3 separate regions of the Mus musculus genome follow, and regions 2 and 3 are each linked to region 1. Evidence: chromatin contacts called from public Hi-C data. All regions are on one chromosome and are shown on one strand. The core of a region is the stretch at or near the end of the contact, and the rest is flanking DNA. Distances in the headings are between cores, read along the strand shown. Region 1 holds the start of Wnt5a (wingless-type MMTV integration site family, member 5A). Region 2 overlaps Gm35164 (predicted gene, 35164). Region 3 overlaps Erc2 (ELKS/RAB6-interacting/CAST family member 2).

Region 1 (3,119 bases), core at 345-2,844:
GAGGCGTGGAGGATAACCGAAGGAAAAGTTGTTTGGAAAATTGCTAGTTATATTTCAAGACGAAACGTTAACTTTTTTGTAAAAGTGAACTCTCGGTGACCCTCAGAGTGTGTGACTCGGCTTTAACATACAACTGACAATTAAAACAAACACGAGTTCACAAACTAACCCCCGCCCGATCTCGAAACGCAGAGGCCCTAGAGTCTCCAAAGCACTAGGTTGACTCCGCTCAGGGGGCAGGATTAAAGCCACTAGGACCACTACTCCCCGCCCCCAATGCTGCAGTAAAGGACCTGAGCTCACCCAGAGGCCGCTAATAAAGCTAATAACGCGACCCTGCTCCCCGCGCGGGGTGCGCTCTGGCCCCCCGCCAGGCACTCTTAAAGGCACAGGGGCCGGGAACGCTCGGGTTACTCGACCTGGAGAGCCGGGAACTGGGCCCTGATCGGAGGTTGGGGGTGGGGTGTGCGTTGCTCTAGGGTAGGTGGCCCCTAGTTTCCTTAGTCTCGCAGCCGTTTCTCCTAACACAGTCCTCATCCGGCCTCAGAGCTTCAGCCACACAATCTCCGCGTGCCGGTGAAATGAGCGTTTGATATATACTTGATGAATCGAATCATTATCCAGTCACTGAAATACACGTAGTAAAACTACACTCCAGTTCTCGAGGTAAAAAGGCGCGCCGCCTGTGACCCGAACTGTCTTTCCTGCCCTCGCTCTTCTCCATAGTTGAAAAGGTTTGAAGAATAGCCGGTGCAAAAAGTCTCCAAGGACGCAGAGGCAGTGTCCCCAGGGTAAGGGACGAAAAGATAGGAGTCCCTGCCGGCGATATTGGAGTTTAGCTTTCTCCAGGCAGTTAGAGAAATGGAGAGGATAGGGATAGATTGAAAGAGTTCAGTTAACTTTGAAAAGGGGGGGAAAAAGTAGGGAGCGTCCGTGCGCACAGAACACTTACCTTCATGGCGAGGGGGAGGGGGCACGGAGAGGAAGTCGCCACCCGAGCGAAGGCGGCCGAGGAATTCAAGCGAAGCGTCGGGGTTAAGCCTTGGGGGACAATCCAAAGCAGGGCTGCGGAGTCCTCCTGGGCGCGTCGGGTGGGCGCAGCGACCCGGAGCGGAAGCGAGCACTGGCGCCCGGACTCGGGCAGAGGAGTTGGTATAGCGTGGAAATGTGCCCAGGAACCGAGAGGGCGCCGGCGCGCGCGGGCGAGCAGCAAGCGCAGGGCCGAGCGGGGACACAGTGCAGGAGCCGCGGGTCCGACGAGGGCGCGCAGGCGACTGTTCCGCGGCGAGGCGCTCCCTCTCTAACGTCCATCAGCGACGGCGGTAATTAGGGCTTTCCAACCCCAAATGTGGGCGTGATTGTGCAAAAGACTTTACAACAAATAATAAAAAAAATTCTTCACAAGAAGGTGAAAAAAAATGCCCCACTACTCAACTGTGGCCCGAGGCGGGGAAGGAGGGGGGGCAATCCCTGTGCCCAAGATGCCCCCAGTTCATTCACACCACGAATTCTGCAGACTCCAGGCGGCTCACGCCTCCTGATTGTCAGCTCCTCCTCTCTGGGTCTGTGGCCGAAACGTCTGCTTCCAGGGACTGCTCCTGCAGCTGAGTTAGCTAGTGAACCTCTGTGTACACACAGACACACACCCAAACACACACACATACACACACACAAACGCACACACACGCAGACACAGAGACACGCGCTCACACACACACACAGACACACACACACACACACAGAGCAGCAGCAGCGGCGGCGGCTATGGGACCACAGAACAATCAGGCACGCATGGTTTTTTCTCCGGGAGATGCCGCTGAAATCGCACAAGTCGCCATCAGAGCTGCAAGAGTCAGCGCCAAATTTTGTCCTTTCATTTTAGAGTCTGGCAAAAACCAGGCGCAAAGAAAATGGGTTCAAGGCAGCCCTGAACTTTCTGCCGCTTGGTGGCTTGAGCGGTTGATGGACAGCTAGCCTGTGGGGGAACGTTGGCTTCCCCCTTCTGGTCCCCTTCTTTCTTTCTTCCTTTCTTCGGGTTAACCTTCTTCTTTCCACCCCCCCGCCTTTCCAGAGAGAACAGAGCGAGAGGACGGAGGGCGCAGAGCTCCGCGGTGGCGACTCAACTCCAGAGGTCCATGGCGGCCGAGGCTGCCCACCTCCTCGGTCGCGGCCGGGGTCCGAGGGGCGGTCGTGGGGCCCGGCGGAGGCCGCGGAAGGAGATGGCAATGCAGCGGCCGCACAATCCGGACTCCGGACGGCGGAGGCGGTGCCTCGGAGCCTGCAGCAACTTTCCAAGCGATGCGGTGCCCCACAGACTGACTGGCCCAGCGAGGGGACCGCGTGCCCCCCACCCCCGGCCCTCCTGACCAGCTCCCTCACTTTCGCCCTCCCTCTCTCCAGACTCCTCTTTCCCTTGGTGTTCTCAGCGAAAAAAAAATATTTTTAAAGTTGCAGAACCAAACACGGCTGGAGAGGCAAAGGGGGGTGGGGGGGGGAGAGAAAAAAAAAGTCAACTTTGCCTATGCGCATGCGTGATGAGGCTGTCCTATGACAAACTTCTCAGGATTTTAAAGCTGTACTACGGGACAGGGTGCCTGGAGGCGGGGTACGCTCCCCCTTGGGCCCCCTCCTCAAGGCTCCCCATCCCCCAGGCATCTGTATAACGAGGTTCATTTCACTGCTGTTGCCTGCCTGCCTCCTGATCGGCTCAGCTTCTTCCAAAGCCGTCGACCCGTTTGGGGGTCTGAACCTCAACTTTCCGATCCGGACCCCTTGGCTCAACTGTCCCCAACTGCATTTACTGGCACCTCTACAGAAAGGACCTCACTGACATGGATCCTGGTTGGGTTGGGATGTCTCCTTGCGCCCTGGGCTTAAAGCCCGGGCTTGGAGGGTAGAGTGGGCTCGTGCATCTTGCAAAGTCCCTGGTGTCAGAGGTTTGCTAGACAGGACTGTTCCTCACCCCAACGTGGCCAGGCAAGAGTAGAGGTCATGCTGCCGATATGGATCTAGGTGGTGGCTCTCAGGGTGAGAAGACTGTGAAGTTTAGGTGAACCGGGGATCCAGACTCCAGAACTTCTAGACACCTCTAGATAGCTGAAATTGTTAGGACTTCGATT
Region 2 (3,119 bases), core at 445-2,944, 170 kb before region 1:
TACAAATCATAGCTCTATCCTAAGTAGCTATCTGGCCATAGGCAAATCATCATTGCTGCTTTTGTTGTGTCTAATGGCTTTACTCAAGAAACTCCTGGGAGATTTCTCTTCAAACTTTGCATTGCTGAAAAGTGGGATATGACTGGGAATAAGAGATGGGGCTGACTCCTCATAAATACCTCAGGACCTGCTCTCCAAACTATGTTCAAGCTAGGACCCCTTCTTTCTCAAACCTTGCAAACAGAGTATCTTTCAACAACAGTTAGGATTATGACCATAATATATTAAACAATGGGGGAAATGAACTTGAAATATAAACATTTAGTAAGCTATATGCACAGAGAAAAGAATCAGAGATTGGACTTTCCACTAAAATACGGATGTCCTCACCAGTCAATGGCAGTCGGTTGATGAATCCCAGGAGTCCATGCTACTCTCCGGCTCACTGTACAGGAAGTTATGACCGGGCTGAGACTCACATGGGAAGAGAAGATGGGGTGTATCCAAACATGGCTCCCCTCTAAACGATCTCTTTCCTTCCAGTGGAAGAGAAAGTCACAAGTCTGAATGGGGCCCTCTGAAGGCACATAGTCCAGTCCTGCTCTATATAATCCAAGTTTCTTGTTAGTCTAGGGAATAGTCCATTCATGTTTTTAGTATTTCTCTGTCTTGATCAATCTCACCACGGAAATCTTGGGCATAGTCACTGACTTTAGGACTTTTTCTCCATTCTTCGGGGTCTGCCTAGTCCTTTTGGCTACAGTGACACTTCTGGCAGGCGTTCATAAATGGGGCACAGAACACATATTCCCGTGTCACACGTCTAATCGGTCTGCATTTCTCGATCCTGCTTCCATAAGCCCTTTTTATTAATACATTTAGTCAGCACGAGGATTATGATTAGATACTCCTGTTTCTAAAACTTCATCCTGAGGATAAGGCAAGCAGGAATTTGCTTCCAAAGCAACTTACTGTTGCTACTTTCTAATAATTGAAGGTTTTAGGGCAGCCATTTCTCTTTAAGCTTCCCGATAATCCCAGCAAAATCCGCATGTCAGAAAGTGAGGGCAGCCCTCCTGCCTCACACTGTGTCTGTGTGTGACAAGGGTGCTGACTGAGTCCTGCTTGGCTTGAAGACTGGTTCAAAACAGGAGAACAAGCTGCGGGCAAACCAGGAATCCCACACAAATCCCCCCCGTAGAACCAGGAAGTGAGCAGCACGGTGGAAAATGTGCCTGCTTTTCTGCTTCCTTGTCCTTTGCTAGCAACCTAATGTTAGCTTAGGCCGGAGCCCTACGGAACTAAAGCAGGGAAGAGAACCACAAACTGTAGGCTGCGAAAGACCTTCACAGGAGGACACGGAATCGGGAAATCTCTTCACTGTACCAGATAACACGGTTTTGTCGCCACCCCCCTCCCAGCCTGATAATTATGGAGAGAGGTGAGAATTCCAAAAGCAAACACAGAGCTCTTTGGGATGTAAACTTAGCAGCACCAAGAACTTTTCAGGGTTCCTACCCTGGACAGGCCAGGAGACGGTACCCATTTTCTGAAGGGTGCTTCTCCCACAGGCAGTCAGAACAGAGCTATCTGTTGCCAGAAACCATTCATCAGACTCCAGAAGAGGCTGTCAGCTCAGCCTCCAGGCCTCCAGCCAGCCTGTCGGGATCCAGGCAAACGGCCAGAGTGTCAGGGGCTGCGGCTGGTAGCCAACCAGGACTTTGATGTCTAAGGGTTGGCCAGCTGGTATGTGAGGGTGGCCCAGAGGCTCTGAAATCATATGCCCAGCCTTGAGGGCAGGGGTTCTGAAGCAGGCTGGCCCTAAGAGTATCTCTAATAAAGACGGAGGTAGACATCTTATATTGTTAAAGAATTATTTGAATTATTTCAGTATTTGTTTTATTTAAATTTCCATTACACATGCTTTTCATTATACAACTCAATTAGTATATAGAAGTTTTTTTCTCTCCTTAAAATGTTTAAATGAACGTAATTGTTCAATTTGGAAAGATTACAATGCTTTTATTTAATTAACACTGCAATAAATACATCTCTCTGTAATGAACCCCATACTTTTAGGCCATTAACCATTCAATAAATTTGCAATATGGAAGGTCCTATATGCAGAAGAAGATAAATAAAGCTATTTCGTTGAATGTATGAGAGCTATGATGCTGAGCAGCAAATGACTGCATTTTGCTTCTCATCCCTGAGAGCTATACCTTGATCACAAACATATGTGCCTGCAATAAACACCACACATTTCCATTGCTATTTTGAACATGAGCTACACTGGACATTAAAGAAAACTTGTAGGGCATTGATGCTGAGTGTTCTCCATGGCACCTTCCCAACGAGAGGTTCTTCCAACATTGGTTCACAAGGGTCATCTGTCATGCGCCTTAGCAAACCTAGCCATGGCCTTCCAGAAAAAGAAAAAAACAAAAAAATCAACATCTAACCAGTCAGGCTTCCCCAGTCAGAGTGTACTCCTAGAAGCACAAAATTAAAGCCACTCCCTTCCTTAGATGCTCTGTGATGCACAACCATCCAAGACAGACCTCACAGCAACTAAGGACATGACTTCCATGGCAAAGAGCTCTCAGTCCTGTGTCCATTCCCTCTTCCCAGGGATATAATGCATTATAATTGCTGTAACATCAGTTACAGCTCATATTCTCCTCTCTTCACACCTTCAACTCCCCCTAGTATGGAGCCCTGAAAGGACTGAGTCCACAGCTGCTATCCAGCTTTAAATGCACCTCCCAAAAGCTAATTAGAGCATTAAAAAAATCCAAGAACTCACATGAGAATATTTCTTTCCCCAATCCATGTTGGGGAAAGAAATGTTATTGTATTGCAACTCCGGGAGAGCAAAGTAATCTTGAAGCCGAAGCCTTGGTTCTCAAATGCAGTACAATGGCTCAGGAATTAGCCTGACTTGGAACTAGCCCTCCCTTGTAGCAGGGCTGATCTGAAGGAGCATTAGCCATTTTGCTAGAAAGACTAAACCTGGGTAGTAAGGTTGGCATTTCAGTATAGGGAAAGAAGGACGCCAAGAACAAGAAGAGATGGAATAGATAGGGAAGAGACAGGCATGTATGACTCAGGCATGAGTG
Region 3 (3,119 bases), core at 415-2,914, 130 kb after region 1:
GTCTAAGAGAAAACATTTGGCAGGGACAGAAGAGAATGGCATCCCAGCCTGCCCACTTGCCCATTCACCATTTCTTCTTGCCCGCTGTTCCCCTTTCCTTCTCAGGACAAGCTACCTACTGCCCCAAAGTGCCCGTTGCTCCTCCAACAACACACCAATCGTTGTCTTTCAGTTTTATGAAGCTGCCTTTCCCTGGATAACCAAGAGACCCAACACAGACTGCTGTATTAGTTAATAGCCTCCATGGCCAAGGGCAGGTGTGCCCAGATCTGAGCCTCCTACAGATTAAGCCTTGGTAGTTTTTAAGCAGAAGAAAGCTGGGGACAGGGTGGCAGTTAATTATCTTACACAACTTTCCCCACATAGCCAATGTATTGACGAGATCAATCATACAGCCTATGATTGAAGCCAAACAAGAAACAATGTTTGTCTTACTCCTTATTATTATTTTTTCTCAAAAACAATCTTCTGCCCTGAGGAAGTCTTTAATGTCCACTAGCATGAACCATAAACTGAAGTTGAATGTTTATTGATACTCACTGACATCTAAGAAGATGTAGTGTGTTCATGGTTATCGCCTCAAAGGAAAATAGAGGGCTTGGTTTTGGGGGTTTTATCTTTATCTGTCCTTGGTTCCTGAAACAGCATGAGAACCGCACACCCTCTGTTCTTGCTTGTCAAAGGATACCAGCGGCCTGCTGGGAAGAGCATGCTGGCAAGTAATGCTTCCACACTTTGTGTTAAGATTTGAAGAGAAAAAAAAAGAGAGAAAGAGAGAGCGCTCGTGTAAATTACAGACAAAGTTGACAAATTTCACGGCTTAGTCATGGTTAACATATCGGATTTCATGGTTTGACAGAGATTAACAAGGAAATCATATTAGAGTTACAAGTATTAGTCGATTCTTAGGTATTTGGTAAAGAAACTCCATGTTCTCTGAGCTCTCATTGTCCATTCAGTACCCACCCCCTTTTGTCTTTCCTGCCATAGACGCCTACCCCCTGCCAGGCCAGAGGGAGCAAATGGGGTCTCCCAAGGTCCTGAGTTACCCATAGTCAAGGCAGGGGCCAGCCTGTACTTAGCAGAACCCGAGGGGGAGCTCTCAGCCTCCCTAGAGTAAGGCAAAGTTTAGCATTTGCAACCCAGTTCATAGAACAGTAGGGATTAAAAAGCAGCCTACTTCTGCGGAGTGCATATAAGTCTACCTAAGTGTGTGTACTAGGGAGGGAAATGAAGTGTCACTTTTCCAAACTATGGTATTTGAGTTGAAAAGTACGTTTTCCTATCTTTATGAGGCCATTCAGTTGAAGCCTTGCTGTTAGAAGTTGCATACAGGCATGGACTTCAAAAAGCCTGCTGCCTGCCTGCCATTTGGCCTCAGGGTTCTGCATATCCTCTTTCTGCTAAAAGGCCTGCTTGCCTGTCAGCTTTGCATAAAAGATGCCAATTTGTCAGCCATTTGCTTGCCTTCTTTCTCGGAGCCTAAGGAGAAATTCTCTACACCTCCAGTCCTCAACGCGGCTGTCCCACTAGCAGCAAGAAATCCATTCTCTCTCTGTCTCAGACCCATTTCCTTCCCAGGCTGTCCTCCTGGGTCTTATAGGATGTCCTTAATCAGAACCACATTACTCAGCCAGAGGAAGTCCCCCAGCAGAGGCTGGCAAGACTCAATGGCAAATTAGTTTCAGAACGTGGCGGGTCACATTGGGAATAAAAGGCGCGGTTATCTATTGTGTTTTCTTTAGTTGAGAGAATGGAGGCAGAGTGCCAACTCTGAAGAAACCCGGGTTTGAATAAGGAGTGGCCGCTTAGGAGACGAGTACCATTAATTGTGAGCACAGCCCTCAGCCGTGGAAAAACTGCAGACTTTACGTTCTAGATATCTTGGGCAGCAATAAAGACTTTCTCTCTAAACAAGCAGGGCTTCTATACTTTGGTAGTACCCCACATGGGGAAGATTAAAAAGAGCTAAGTTTTCTTTTTTCTTTTTCCATTGTAATTATCACATGATTGTGTGTGTACACACACACACACACACACACACACACACACACACTACATCTGTGTGTAGATAAACACATTTAAATAATAGCAGCTGCCATTGATTGTAAGTTCTTTGCACATTCAGTTTCTCAAGTCAGTCCTTATTTTACAAAGGCTGAAATTGACTGAACCCACAAAGTTAGACAGAGAACCCAAGATCAAACACAAAAGTACCTGACTCAAATGTGTGTGTGTGTGGGGGGGGTAGGGTGTGGGGGAGGATTTGTTTTATTTTATCCTTCTTTTTCTTTTAGGTGTGTGTGTGTGAGAGAGAGAGAGAGAGAGACAGAGACAGAGAGAGACAGAGAGGGTTTCTCTGTGTGCTGTGTGTACATGCTTTTTAGGCTGTGTTGAGTACACATGGAGACCAGAGGTCGACATGGAATGTCTTCGATTGTTTTTTTCCTCTGTAGCTTTTAAAATTTTATATTGTGTTTGAATGTATGAGACTGTGATCACGTGTCTGCCATCATGAAGGTGTGGAAGTCAGAGGACAATCTGTTCTTCTACCATGTAGGTTCCTCGAATTGAACCCAGGTCATCAAGCTTGGTGGCAAGCGCTAAACAGGTGTGTAAGCTTTAGTTGAATGCAAGGCCTTCCTCACAGGAATGTAGGTAGGCTACAGGCTATGGGCATGCAGTGAAGAGGGAGAAGGGAGTTGTGTAGAATGCCAAGATTCCTTTCATGAATTTTTCCAAGTCCAGCTTGGCTAGAGAGAAGATGGAGAGGACCAGAGGGCAGGGGGGTGAATGGAAACCTATCCCCCACCCCAAACTGCTGGCAATCCTCTATCTTGAATGTGTGTTTACTCCAGGAGGGGCATTCCAGGTTGCCCCCACCTTCACTAACACCTTGGGGCAGTGAACAATTAGAATGAACAGTTTTTCATCAAATGCCCCTCCATAAAACCATTTCCCAGGAAATGGAACACAGCGTGGAGCCAGCTGACTGCATTTTCCACCAACAATGAGCCTTGTGGGGAACAGGTACTATATTTAAATGATTTTCCTCCTGCTTTCCGCCAAGTCTGTCTTTCAAGGAGACCTACCATTGCTGTGCTGGGGCTCCCTCCCCT

What was found. A called contact is a pair of places that touch in the nucleus more often than the background predicts.
Region 2: a contact with region 1 is called in a Hi-C map of uterus, with 3 times the contacts expected there. The contact joins the enhancer-like site here to the promoter of Wnt5a in region 1. A contact is called at or near these places in 3 of 39 promoter capture datasets (the 3T3-L1 cell line and 3T3-L1-derived adipocytes), 6 of 484 Hi-C or Micro-C datasets (the G1E-ER4 cell line, cerebellum, nephron progenitors and 1 more) and 1 of 115 datasets of contacts at active chromatin or transcription factors (embryonic limb bud).
Region 3: a Hi-C map of uterus shows a contact between it and region 1, with 6 times the contacts expected there. The contact joins the enhancer-like site here to the promoter of Wnt5a in region 1. A contact is called at or near these places in 10 of 39 promoter capture datasets (the 3T3-L1 cell line, cranial neural crest, epiblast stem cells and 5 more), 11 of 484 Hi-C or Micro-C datasets (the 3T3-L1 cell line, Sertoli cells, adipose-derived mesenchymal stem cells and 5 more), 6 of 115 datasets of contacts at active chromatin or transcription factors (embryonic limb bud, embryonic stem cells, neural progenitor cells and 1 more) and 2 of 9 other capture datasets (embryonic tail and pancreatic islet).

The regions. Positions count from the first base shown.
Region 1 is chr14:28,503,948-28,507,066 of GRCm38.p6, reverse strand. It overlaps Wnt5a (wingless-type MMTV integration site family, member 5A), which reads right to left and starts at 1,594. Exons shown (of 5, transcript NM_009524.4): 1 at 953-1,594. The coding sequence starts at 958.
Region 2 is chr14:28,674,241-28,677,359 of GRCm38.p6, reverse strand. All of the region lies in intron 2 of Gm35164 (predicted gene, 35164), which reads right to left. Among named protein-coding and RNA genes, the nearest start is that of Gm35164, 26 kb to the right of the region's middle. Within about 2 kb of position 1,694, at least 20 of the 459 cell types and tissues checked have an H3K27ac peak or open chromatin away from gene starts, as enhancers often do. A contact at or near this core is called in cerebellum and uterus, where this site is marked.
Region 3 is chr14:28,374,351-28,377,469 of GRCm38.p6, reverse strand. The region is part of intron 19 of Erc2 (ELKS/RAB6-interacting/CAST family member 2); the gene reads right to left. It overlaps Gm52097 (a long non-coding RNA gene), which reads left to right. Exons shown (of 3, transcript XR_003951013.1): 3 at 1,746-3,119. Among named protein-coding and RNA genes, the nearest start is that of Gm52097, 6.1 kb to the left of the region's middle. Within about 2 kb of position 1,664, at least 39 of the 459 cell types and tissues checked have an H3K27ac peak or open chromatin away from gene starts, as enhancers often do. A contact at or near this core is called in embryonic limb bud, embryonic tail and uterus, where this site is marked.